Regions from separate parts of the Capsicum annuum genome. Here region 1 is linked to region 2. The links are chromatin contacts, called in public Hi-C maps. All regions are on one chromosome and are shown on one strand. Each heading gives the region's core, a stretch centred on a gene start, on an enhancer-like site or on the middle of the called end of the contact. The rest is flanking DNA. Distances are from core to core; before and after follow the strand shown.

Evidence for each region. A called contact is a pair of places that touch in the nucleus more often than the background predicts.
Region 1: a contact with region 2 is called in a Hi-C map of bud, with 2.1 times the contacts expected there. The contact joins two enhancer-like sites. A contact is called at or near these places in 2 of 5 Hi-C or Micro-C datasets (bud and placenta).

What each region holds. Positions count from the first base shown.
Region 1 is chr4:92,407,936-92,413,551 of UCD10Xv1.1, reverse strand. No RefSeq gene overlaps it. Among protein-coding and RNA genes, the nearest start is that of LOC107867825, 12 kb to the left of the region's middle. Within about 2 kb of position 3,186, at least 3 of the 5 cell types and tissues checked have an H3K27ac peak or open chromatin away from gene starts, as enhancers often do.
Region 2 is chr4:92,356,690-92,362,591 of UCD10Xv1.1, reverse strand. No RefSeq gene overlaps it. Among protein-coding and RNA genes, the nearest start is that of LOC107867825, 63 kb to the left of the region's middle. Within about 2 kb of position 3,216, at least 3 of the 5 cell types and tissues checked have an H3K27ac peak or open chromatin away from gene starts, as enhancers often do.

The DNA of each region.
Region 1 (5,616 bases), core at 1,937-4,436, 51 kb before region 2:
ACCAATATTATCATATATTTTACTCTTATCATATATTTTAGTCCTCTTTATTTTTAAGAATTATAAAAAAAAGGTGAAAGACAATTTTGTGTTTGATTAGAGTATTAAATAGTATTCAATTCTATACCATTCAAAATTATACAATTTAGTGTAGATGTATTGTATCCTGTACTCTATTTATTTCATGTGGGATCTATTCTAAATGATAATTCTACACTTCGAAATCAAATACACCAAATCTCAAGCAGTGGCCTCCCAATGTTTGCGTTGTTTTTCAAAGATTCTTATATTTCTCTCTATCCATAGACAAAGTCAAGTTTCGAGCCTCTTCACTTTTATAAACCAAACCTTTCCCTTCCAAACCATCTAAACAACTCCTATGATTTGCTAATGCTGCACTTAGCCAAGTAACAACATCATCACAATTGTAATTTACACTTCTTGTCATCACCAGAGACGACTAACCTTGCTAGCCTCGGCTCAATATGTCTTCATGCATAAAGTTCTACACACTCATCACTTGTTGCAAAATTATTTAGAGAAGGAAACCATATTGGTCTACCGCTACTTTGTTAAGACGTCCTTTTGAACCCATAGCCCACTTTATGGCACGTAACACCCCATGCCTTGTTCTTTTAACCACAACATCATTAATAAAATCTTGGTTGCTAGTGACAACATTATTGTTAGCAACAATGGCTAAATGTATATAATGGAAAAGAAATATGAACTTGAATAAGAGTTATCCATCTTCAATATATATGTCATATAGCTTAAGGTTTATTTTGTCAAAATAAAAATAATTTGTAGCCAATACAAAAGGAAAAAAAGATATTTATACCATTTTCACTCTATAAACAATAATCTTGAGAGCATGTAACTGTTATCAATAAAGAATTAATCAACAAAACGATTCTATAATCAATACGTACGTCATGATGGCATATTAATATTTTATAGTCACAAAAATTTCATACAAAGATGTTTAAAAGTTTCTTATAAAATAATAATCAAGTCTTAGAACATACTAACAAAAAAGAATAAAAGATCAAAAAAAAAAGAAAAACAACCATAAAATAAAAATTCGAAGTTTATGAATCCCATGACTGCAATCACGTACTATTCGTAAATTTGATATATCCTTGGCAATTGAGAGAGACTATACAAGTAAATAATAAAGAAGAACAAAAACAAATTAGTTGCAAAATATAAAAATCAATAAAAAAAGTTATTTGAAACTCTCCATACCCAGTCTGATAATTCATTCTAAAGTTGATGTGACGAAGGGCAGAACTCAAAATTATCCTATATATATGAAGAAGTTGTAAATTATTCCAAAATTATCCCCTGTGGCCTACTTGTCTTAGGGTTTTAGATTTGTGAGTTAAAAAGTTCTAGTGCATGTAAAATTTTTATACATTAATTTTGGATTTCACATCACTTTTTCTAAATAGTATTTGATTTTTAATCAATAATATGTTTCCTTATCAAATAATATTTCTTAATTTTCATTAATTTTGAAATCTTAAAAATTATTATGATAATTTAATGACAATAATTTGAGGGAAAAGGTGAAAAAACTATTTTGTCTATTGTGGAGTGTTTTAATAAAGGGTAAAAAGTTCAAAGCTCATTTTTAAGGGTCTTCACACTTTTAATATATTATAGATATAGATATAGATTATAAATATATACATACATACATATATATATATAAAATTCTTTAAATTTCCATCTTCACTGCCTTCTCCGGCAGTTACCACCACCGAACTCCGGCGAATTTAGCCTCCACTTTTTTGCCACTGCTTTGCCGGAGGCGTTGGCCGGCGAAGCTCCGAGCTTTCAGCCACCACTGTCGATGCTCCTCCCTTCTTTTCTTGTACCATCCATGTCGCTTTCTCTCTCTCGAATTTGGAGCCCACCACAATCAACGCACTCGGAAAACAGCTCATCGTCACCGCCATCGCTAGCTGGCGAAAAATTCGGCTGAGCAAAACTCCAACTCGCCATCTCCCTTATCAACGCCGCCCATTTCTCCCTCTACTTCGTCGCTGCTTTATCAATTGAGTGATGCTGACAAGATGGAGAAAATAAATAAATAAAAAATCTGTATAATGGGCAATTGCTCAGTTCTTCACAAGATGCTTCTTGTAAAATGCTTGAAGCTAAAAGGCAAAGTGGTTCTAATGCTTGGAGAACGAACATCTGATGGTTTGGTAATCCAAAACGCGGACTTTGAAATGAAAAAATTAGTTTTATCTTTGATCTGTTATTATTAATTAAATTTGATTTTGATGTGCGAAAATAAAATTAATTTGTTTATTCTTGATCTTATAGAAAAATTTATTTGTTATATAATTTGTGTATTTTATTCTTCTTATGATTGTGTATTTGATTGAATATTTTTGATTGATAGAAGTGAAAAAAAAAAAATGGAGGAAGGAAAGACATGGGATGGTGGGTGAGGGAAGAAGAAGCCATGGGGTGGTGGGGTGTGAGGAAGAAGTGAAAAGAAAATGGGTGAAAATTTTAATGTGGGCCCCACTTAAATTATTTTTACACTTTTTTTTTCACTAAAATGCGCCCTATGTTTTTTTTTTTTTTCCACATCAGCTTTTAAAGGAGTAAAATAATACATTTTAAAGTTCATAAGGGGGGTAAATAATTACAGATTAAGTTTAATGGTTAAAATAAGTTTTTGTTGCAACTTTAGGGGGGAAAACATGTATTTTCTCATAAAAGAAAGAGTACATTTGAAAAGTTAATTAACAATGAGGATAAATATGACATCAAAGGTAAATTTAACCCCAAAATATGACATCAAAGATAAATTTGATCTCAAAATATGTTGAAGAATATTAGCCAATTTTTTAAAATAAAGAGATAAATTTGACCTCAAAATATGACAGATAGGATAAATTTAACTCCAAAATATAAGTGAAAATAAATTTAACCTCAAAATATAATGAATGATATATTTAATTAATTTTTAAAAATTGAGAATAAATTTGATACTTTTCCCATAAAAAAAAAAGACTCAGGTTCAAAAGGGAAAAGGTAAGCTTCCAAGGTCAATGGCAGTTGTAATTTTACAAAACTAAACTCTCCAGTTGAGGATCAAAGATTAACAAGGTGACAGGAGGGAAGAGGGGAAAAGGAAAAGAGGAGACTTATCCAAATAGGACCAGAAAAACACACAGGAAGTTATTAAATTACTGCCACATAAGTTATTGTCATTTAAGTTCACTGTTGCAGCTTTTCTTGCCTTTTCTGTTATTTTAAAATCTATAAAATCTTAATGACTCAAAATAATGACAACACTCTTGTGGCTCTAGTAATTTCATACTTCTTCTTTTCTCATTGTCAAAGGAGTATTCTTTCCATAAAAATTTATCTCTACTTGATACACACATCAAATCAAATTTCTATTATATAGAAGAGATGGTTTCGAACACTTCTTTCAATTACCAAAAAATTCAATTACTTTCACATAATTACATATGATGCCCCAATATATAATAATTTTATTATAATAATTTAAATATTTAATATATTTTATTAATTTATATTAATTAACTATAACTACATATTGAAAGTAAAATTTATTTATTTATTTAATTATCTATCATGTTCAAAATTAATTTGTTGCCACAAATCACAATAATTAATAACTTAAAATATTTAAAAGACATGTAGAAATTTTATTGACTCTTACCAAAAAATCCCTCTACTCCCACTTAATTACATATCATGCCCCAATATATAATAATTCCATTATTTCATCATAATGATTTAAATATTTAATATATTCTATTAATTTATATTAATTAACTATAAGTACATATTGGAAGTAAAAAATTTTCATTTATTTAATTGACTATCGTGTTCAAAACTAATTTATTACCACAAATCACAATAATTGATAACGTAAAATATTTAAAAGACATATAAAATTTTTATTGACTCTCATTATTTTAGCAATGCCACATAAATTGAGATAAAACAAAAAGTACTGCAAATCATAATAATTAACAACTTAAAATATTTAAAAGATATCTAAAAATTTTAGTTGACTCTCAAAATTGTATCGAAGCCACATAAATTGGGACACAAGGAGTAATATATTATTTGATAATTATGTAAAAATTATTATAAATCACAATAATTAACAAGTTAAAATACTTTTTTAAAAATAGATAAAAGTTCTATTCAACTCTCAAAATTTTATCGGTGCAGCATAAATTATGACAAAATAAAAAATTATCTTAATTAATTGCAACAAAATATTTAAATTAAATCAATTTTATTATTTTAATTGACTTTTATATAAAAAATAATATTTTTATTTATTTATTTATTTTAGAAAATTTAAATTTTAAAATTACTTTTTCCTTATATAGAAATACTAATATTTAAACTTAACTTAAAATTTTTAAATTACGAAATTAATAAATTTAATTTAATAAAATAGCTTTCTATTGAATATTTTCTAAGAATTTGTGTTGGGTCAATATGTATCAGTTAAAAAGAAATAAAGTAAAATATATAGTAAAATTTTATTATTGTGAAAGATAAATATAATGCACTATCCAATAATGTTTAATAATATCATATTTTTCATATGCAAATATAGCATCCTGTATTTAATTAATATACTATTTCGATGAATTATCGATGATTACTTTTGGATATGATAAAACTATTAATTTTATAGTAATAACATAATTAATCACTCTTAATTAATTATTATGAGTCATCTATGTATTAAGAAAATAAATAATATTTAATAAAAAATAAAATAAACATAAAATATGAAATTAACACTTAATGTTTTAAATTAAATTTTCGTCTTTCGAACGATATAAAGCATTATATATTAGTTGAAAATGAAATAAAAAGTACTGTAAATAATAACAATTAACAAAAAAAAAAATTAAAAATTTATTGATTTCTACTTCAGCTGCTTCAGTCGTGACTTTACTATATCACCTCTAATTAATTATTATGGTCATTTAAGCATTGTGCCACATAAGTTGAGATAGAAAAAATATTATAAATCACAATGATAAAAAATTTAAATTATTTAAAAAATATAATTGGTTGTCATCGACACAAAATTCTGGACAAAGAGAGTAGCATATATTATTCAAAAATTCCATAAAAAGTATTATAAATTACAATTGTTAACAATGTAAAATATCTAAAAATAATTTAATATGTTATATATTTCAAAAAAATTACATGAAAAATACTAGAAATCACAATAATTAACAACTTAAAAAATTTAAAAGATATAAAATATTTGATCGACTCTTGAAATTATATTAGTGTCACTGAAATTGGAATAGAAGAAAAGTATCATAAATCACAATAATTAAAAAATTAAATTATTTTTAAAATATAATTGACTATCAATGTCACAATAATTTGGACAAGAAAAGTAACGTATATTAATTTGAAAATTACATAAAAAATATTATAAATTAAAATAGTTAACAACTAAAATTATCTAAATACATATTAAAATAACATATGTTGAACTCATGCTAGATTCCGGATGAATCCTAAAAAACATATGCAATCCTTTTATTAAAAAAATTTATTTAAATGTATCAA
Region 2 (5,902 bases), core at 1,967-4,466:
CAGACAACGATATTATCACATATGCTATTATATGTATGCACATAAAAAATTTAATTATATCATGATAATTATTAAAAAAACATACCTTCACATGAGAAAGCATTTTTGATTCAAAAAATAACTTATTAATAATATATATGACTTTATATTCTGGAGAGCAGTAAAATATATGTATAAATGAGAAATATTATCTGTATTTATAGATAAAGGAGAAGATGTGCAATACGCTAAATTCGTTGAATGAATAGAAGGTTTTAAAAAAAAGTCAAATAAATATTTAATTAGAATCTATCTTCTTTTTGTTATCTTATTTTTTGGATTCATTTTACTTTGTCAAATTTACTAAAATTTAGCAAACACTATATTCATGTTTACAAATATCTAAATGAGATAATATTTATTATTTTTTGCCTTTTCTTTTGGATATGTCTTTGCCATTTCAATTTTAAAATTAAGTAGCCAAATTCATATACGTATACTACCTGATGACAAAAATTTAAAATAAATTCTATCTATTATTTTGTTATCTTTTTTAATATATTTTTATGATTTCAAAATTTACTACGAATAAGCAGTCATCATATATATATATATATATATATATACACTATATACGTATACTACCTGATGACAAATATTTAAAATAAAATTCTATCTATTATTTGTTATCTTTTTTTAATATATTTTTACGGTGTCAAATTTACTACGAATAAGCAGTCAGTCATCTTATATATATATATATATATATATATACACACTATATTTTAACAAATATGTCACTTTTCATGAATTATTTATTGGAAATTAAATATTCGAGAAAAAATTTATATGTGATGTCAAAGTACAATCTTGTAACTTGATTCATTTGTTAATTGTTATCATTAATATTAATAAAATAACTTATATATTCTTTAGTCATCATCATCAATGATATTTTCAAATTTATTTTAAAAAAATGAGTGAAAATAAAATAAAAATATATAAATCATAAAGAATTATGATTTAAATATGAAATGTACAATTTTAAAAATCAAACGTTAATCAAACTTGTAGGACATGTTAATACACACAGACACACACACACACACATATATATATATAGTATTTTCTGCTTCTACTTCTGCTTTTTTTTAGAAGCAGAAATTTTTTGCTTCTTCCCAGAAGCAGAAAAAATGCTTCTGCTTCTTCCCAGAAGCAGAAAAAATGCTTCTGCTTATTTCTAAAAGCACTTTTGAAAGTTTACCAAACACCTTTTTTTTTTTTAAAAAAATGCTTTTTCTTCAAAATAAGTGCTTATTTTGGGAAATAAGCAATCCCAAACATGTTATTAATCACAATTTAAATAAAACTTTAAACTTAACTAATAAAAATTGTCACCATTTTTAATTTAAAATTTTTTTAATCACCTCCTACCTAATTTTTTCAGATAACAAGTCTCCTTTAATGGAGCCTACTTAGGTACTCACCACATGGTTATACCGATAAAAATATGTAGACCATATTTAACTCTCCCTACATTAATGTTTGAGAGACAAAAATGAGTAATTTAAATATACAGACATGAAACAATTCTTACTTAAAAATGAGTAATTTAAATATACAGACATGAAACAATTCTTACTTTGCCATATTGTAAGTAGTTTCATCACTGATCCTCTATTTTTTCCTTTCCATATATTTGCATCGTGAATAAACTCCACCAAAGACAAAAAAAATGGTATATATGATGCAATAATCTAGAATGAAAATGACTTCAATGACGAATACATTCCGTCCGTCCTATTTTACCCGTCCCAAATTGAAATGACACAGCTATTAAGAAAACAATGATTGGTAATGTAACTTTTCCATTTTATCCCTCTTAATTGTGTCTTGTTGTTAGTTTCAATATTGATGGATGACTAATACCAAAACATCATTGATATTCTTAATGATATACTCTTAATGATACTCCTCTTTACAACATTTTTCAAAAATGTTAATAATAAAGAGTAATCAATTACACTAAGGGTATAATGGAGAAAAAAATTGTCTTGTCTTGATAAGTAAAAAAAGGATAAGTAAAATGGGATAACAAATTAAAAAATTTGAGATGAGTAAAATAAGACGGAGGGAGTAATAATTAGGAACTCATGAACAGGTTCACTTTATTTAATTAAAATCCCTTCACTTAAATTGCGTTCCTATTGTATTTCTAAATATCCAAGGAATAATAAGAAACTCATTTTGCAAATAGAAAAATATGATTAGCCTCCACTTCAAGAGAATTAGATTACTAAAAGATCATTCAGTCTAAAAATACGAATACCTTAATTGAAAATGACTTTTGATGGGATAATGGAGAATTTTTCTTTTCCTTTTTTTTTTTTCTCTTTCTGCGTAAGCCCATAATTTTATTTTATTTTTAAAAAATAAAATAGAAAATAAATGTGATGAAATGATTCTTTTAGGTATATTTAAAATCCCGTATTACTTGTGGAGCCCATATTTGATCTTGAAAAACAAGCATCAGGACCATCAAATATATGCTGCTGAGTGGTATGCTGCAAAATTCCTTTTGACATTATCTATGAGCTTGAGCACTTCAAAGCCCGTTATTAATCCATTAATTATATTTACTACATCTTTTTAGTACATTATATGTGTATTTTTCTTTTTGGTAGTACTATCTTACTTTAAAAAATTAATTTTAAATATTCTCTCATATCCTTAATAAAATGTTTTACAATTACACAAATGTTTATAACTCATTTAAGATTTCCAGTCAACTTCATTAAAAATTTGAATTTTTTTTTTTTGCATATATCTTAGTTGACACGGGCATGTAAGTCATGTTATATTGTTGGATATACTAGATATGACCAAATAATAAATCTTTTATTTTGTATTTTTATTTGTGAAAGATCATGTACGTTTGGAAGTTCCTGATGATTAATTAAATTGAGTTTCATTATGAGGGTAATTCTAGAGAAATTCAAAAGCAAAATAAAGCTTATGTGATTGCTTCTATAACTGGAGAACTAGGATAGACATTTTTACATTGGATAGTTTAATATTTGGATGGTCCTATCTTTATTAATGTTTTTGCAATTTACAACAATAATACACATATATACTCCGTATATATTTATTTGGGGCATCGGAGGAGTCGGGAGAGAAGGAAGGGCTAAGGTAAGTAGGGGTGAGTTGTTGTCATTGACTTTGGGGAAGCAAGAGGGGTTTTAACTCGTATTTGACAAGGGAATGACCACTTGCCTCTGTATAGGATTCTATTTTTGAAAGCCCTCCTCCTTTGGTTGTTTCTGTATTATTGGTCAATACAAAAAAAGGTGTTCTATCAACTATGGCAAAAGGATTCTTTTTTTTTTTTTTTTTTTTGATATTTCTTCTCTACAAAACAAAAAATTGCCGGAAAGGGAATTCATACTTGAAAAACAACGCTTTGGAGCATGATGAATTAACGAATATGGGTGACCATGCATGTACCAGTTCTACTATAGTTATAGTTATATACTTATATAAAAATATTTTCTACTCGTGCACATTATTCAGATGAGATCAATTTTCTTCCCCAAACATTGTCAGAAAACAATCGAGTGACGTCCGAAAATTGATTAGACGCATTTATATACGATTCTAGCTAGTGCACATTAAAAGAATTTGGTATTGTTTTGATAGATAGGAATATTTCAATTTGCATAAAGTTTGAGATATTTTGATAAACGACATAGAGGTCTGAATATTCTTTATATAGGGATTTTTAAAAATATTTAAAGTAACCTAGAAGAATAAAGTAGTATAGTAGTATTACTTTGTGTCTTTGTTATCCTTAAGCTAGGAGCTACTGAATTATTTGTAGTACAAGAATAGTCAATAACTCCTATTCCAAATGTTGATAGATATGTTTGGCATTTAGTACCAGCACAAGCTAAGGCATTAACGGACACTTTTTGAAGTAAGTATGAGAGGGTGTTTGGATGGATTTAAAAGTTGATCAAAATAATTTTTAAAAAGTTAAAAATTGTTTTTTTAAAATAAAAATATCTTAATTCTTACTTTTTTATTTTTGGCTTAAAAGTCATTCTAATTTGACCAAGTAAAAGATATCTTTATACATTATAATTCTCACATACTTTAAAATTATCCTCATGTTTGTCCTAAAACATTTGTTCTCTTCTATCATTTTTATGTTTTCTCTCTATTTTTGTGTTTCTCTCTTTAGGTTCGCATTTTTCTCTCAATTTTTTGTCTTTATTTCTTTTTTTTTTAATTGGTTGTTGACAATTTGATGCTTGTGGGGTTTATGAGTAATTGAGCAGAATTTTTTTTCTGGTAGTTTATTTCACTGAAACAACAAATTTTAATGGGTCATTAGCAATTCAGCTTCTTTTAGAGCGACTTTTGTTCAATTTTCTTGAAGAAAAATAGAAAATCAATAAACCTATTTAGTTGAAACAACAATTTTTGCTCTTTTTAAAGTGTTTTTGGTTCAGTTTTCAAAAGAAAAAAATCTCGTAAAACAAAAATGGGCTAATTAGTGTGGCAAAATTCACAAAGAAAAACGAATCCATATAACTGAAACAACAAATTTTGCTTCTTTTTAGATCTCTTTTATTCAATTTTAAGAAGAAAATGAAGCACAAGCAACTTATTCATTCACGAAAAATATTTTAAGAAAATAAATGTATTAAATAATTTATATTGAAACTGAATAAAAATTTAAATTAATTTTAAAAATAAAAATCTAATAATAATCAACTTTATATAATATTAACAATTATAAGGGTATTTTAGACATTTTGACTAAAAGAAAGTGCTTAACAACAATTGTCTACCAAACACATCTACAATTTTTTTCAGCTTTAACACTTTTATCCAAATACATAACTACTTATTTTTAAAATAAGTTTCAGCACTTTCACAAGCACTTTTAAAGTGTTTTTTGAAATCCATTTTTTTTCCAGCTTATCCAAACAGACTCTATATATGGAGAATAAGAACGCCGTCTAAGGTATCAAGTGTAGTAATTAAATTGTCTCAAGGGGTTGTGTTACTATGAAATGTAATATTTCGCATGAACAAATTGAATGTAATAAATAATAGAACTAATTGAAAATATTAGTTAATACTTACAAAATAATTTTATAAGACAATTAACTTACTTTTCACTTTCATGGAGGGTGAAGATTAAGTGACTATTTTATGAAGGTTATTTGCATGCATAAATGTACAATAATGTTATGATCCAAAAATCAAGGATAGTGATGAAACCTCTCTAATCCATCAATAGATAAGTCAATACATGAACCACATTAAGAATACGATAAATACAAATGCAAAAGTTAAAGGAATAACATTGAATAAGCCAATAAGGGAAATCTTTCATAGGAATCTCAAGACTGAAAATGAAACAACGATAATCTCTCCCAAAATTCGAAAGTCACTAATACAAGTCTTTGAAAAGTTTGATACATCTATGAAAGGCTAAAAGACAATAAGGGAAGTAAAATGAGATGACAAACAAGAAATCTGAGCATGTAGCGGGTCAGCTAAGTATATTATCAGTTTAAGTTTACCTCTTTCAAACTTCATAATCAAAATAGAATTTTTTTTTGATTCACAAATAACTAATAAAATCTCAATTTTCATCAAATATTATTATACTTTGACTCAAATTCTCAAAGAGGAGTAAAATCATCAACTAACATGCTCAATAAGCCACTTTTAAAGACAACTCATACTAGTAATGCTAGCAAATCAGGAAAAATAGTCCAAATATGTTATGCTCCGAGCCCTCACCCTAGACATAACATACACTTGAAACCATGAGCGGACCGAGAGAACCACTTAGTCTAGTATGAGACTAGAAAATAAAAACTAAACTTTGATAAAATGTGAAAGC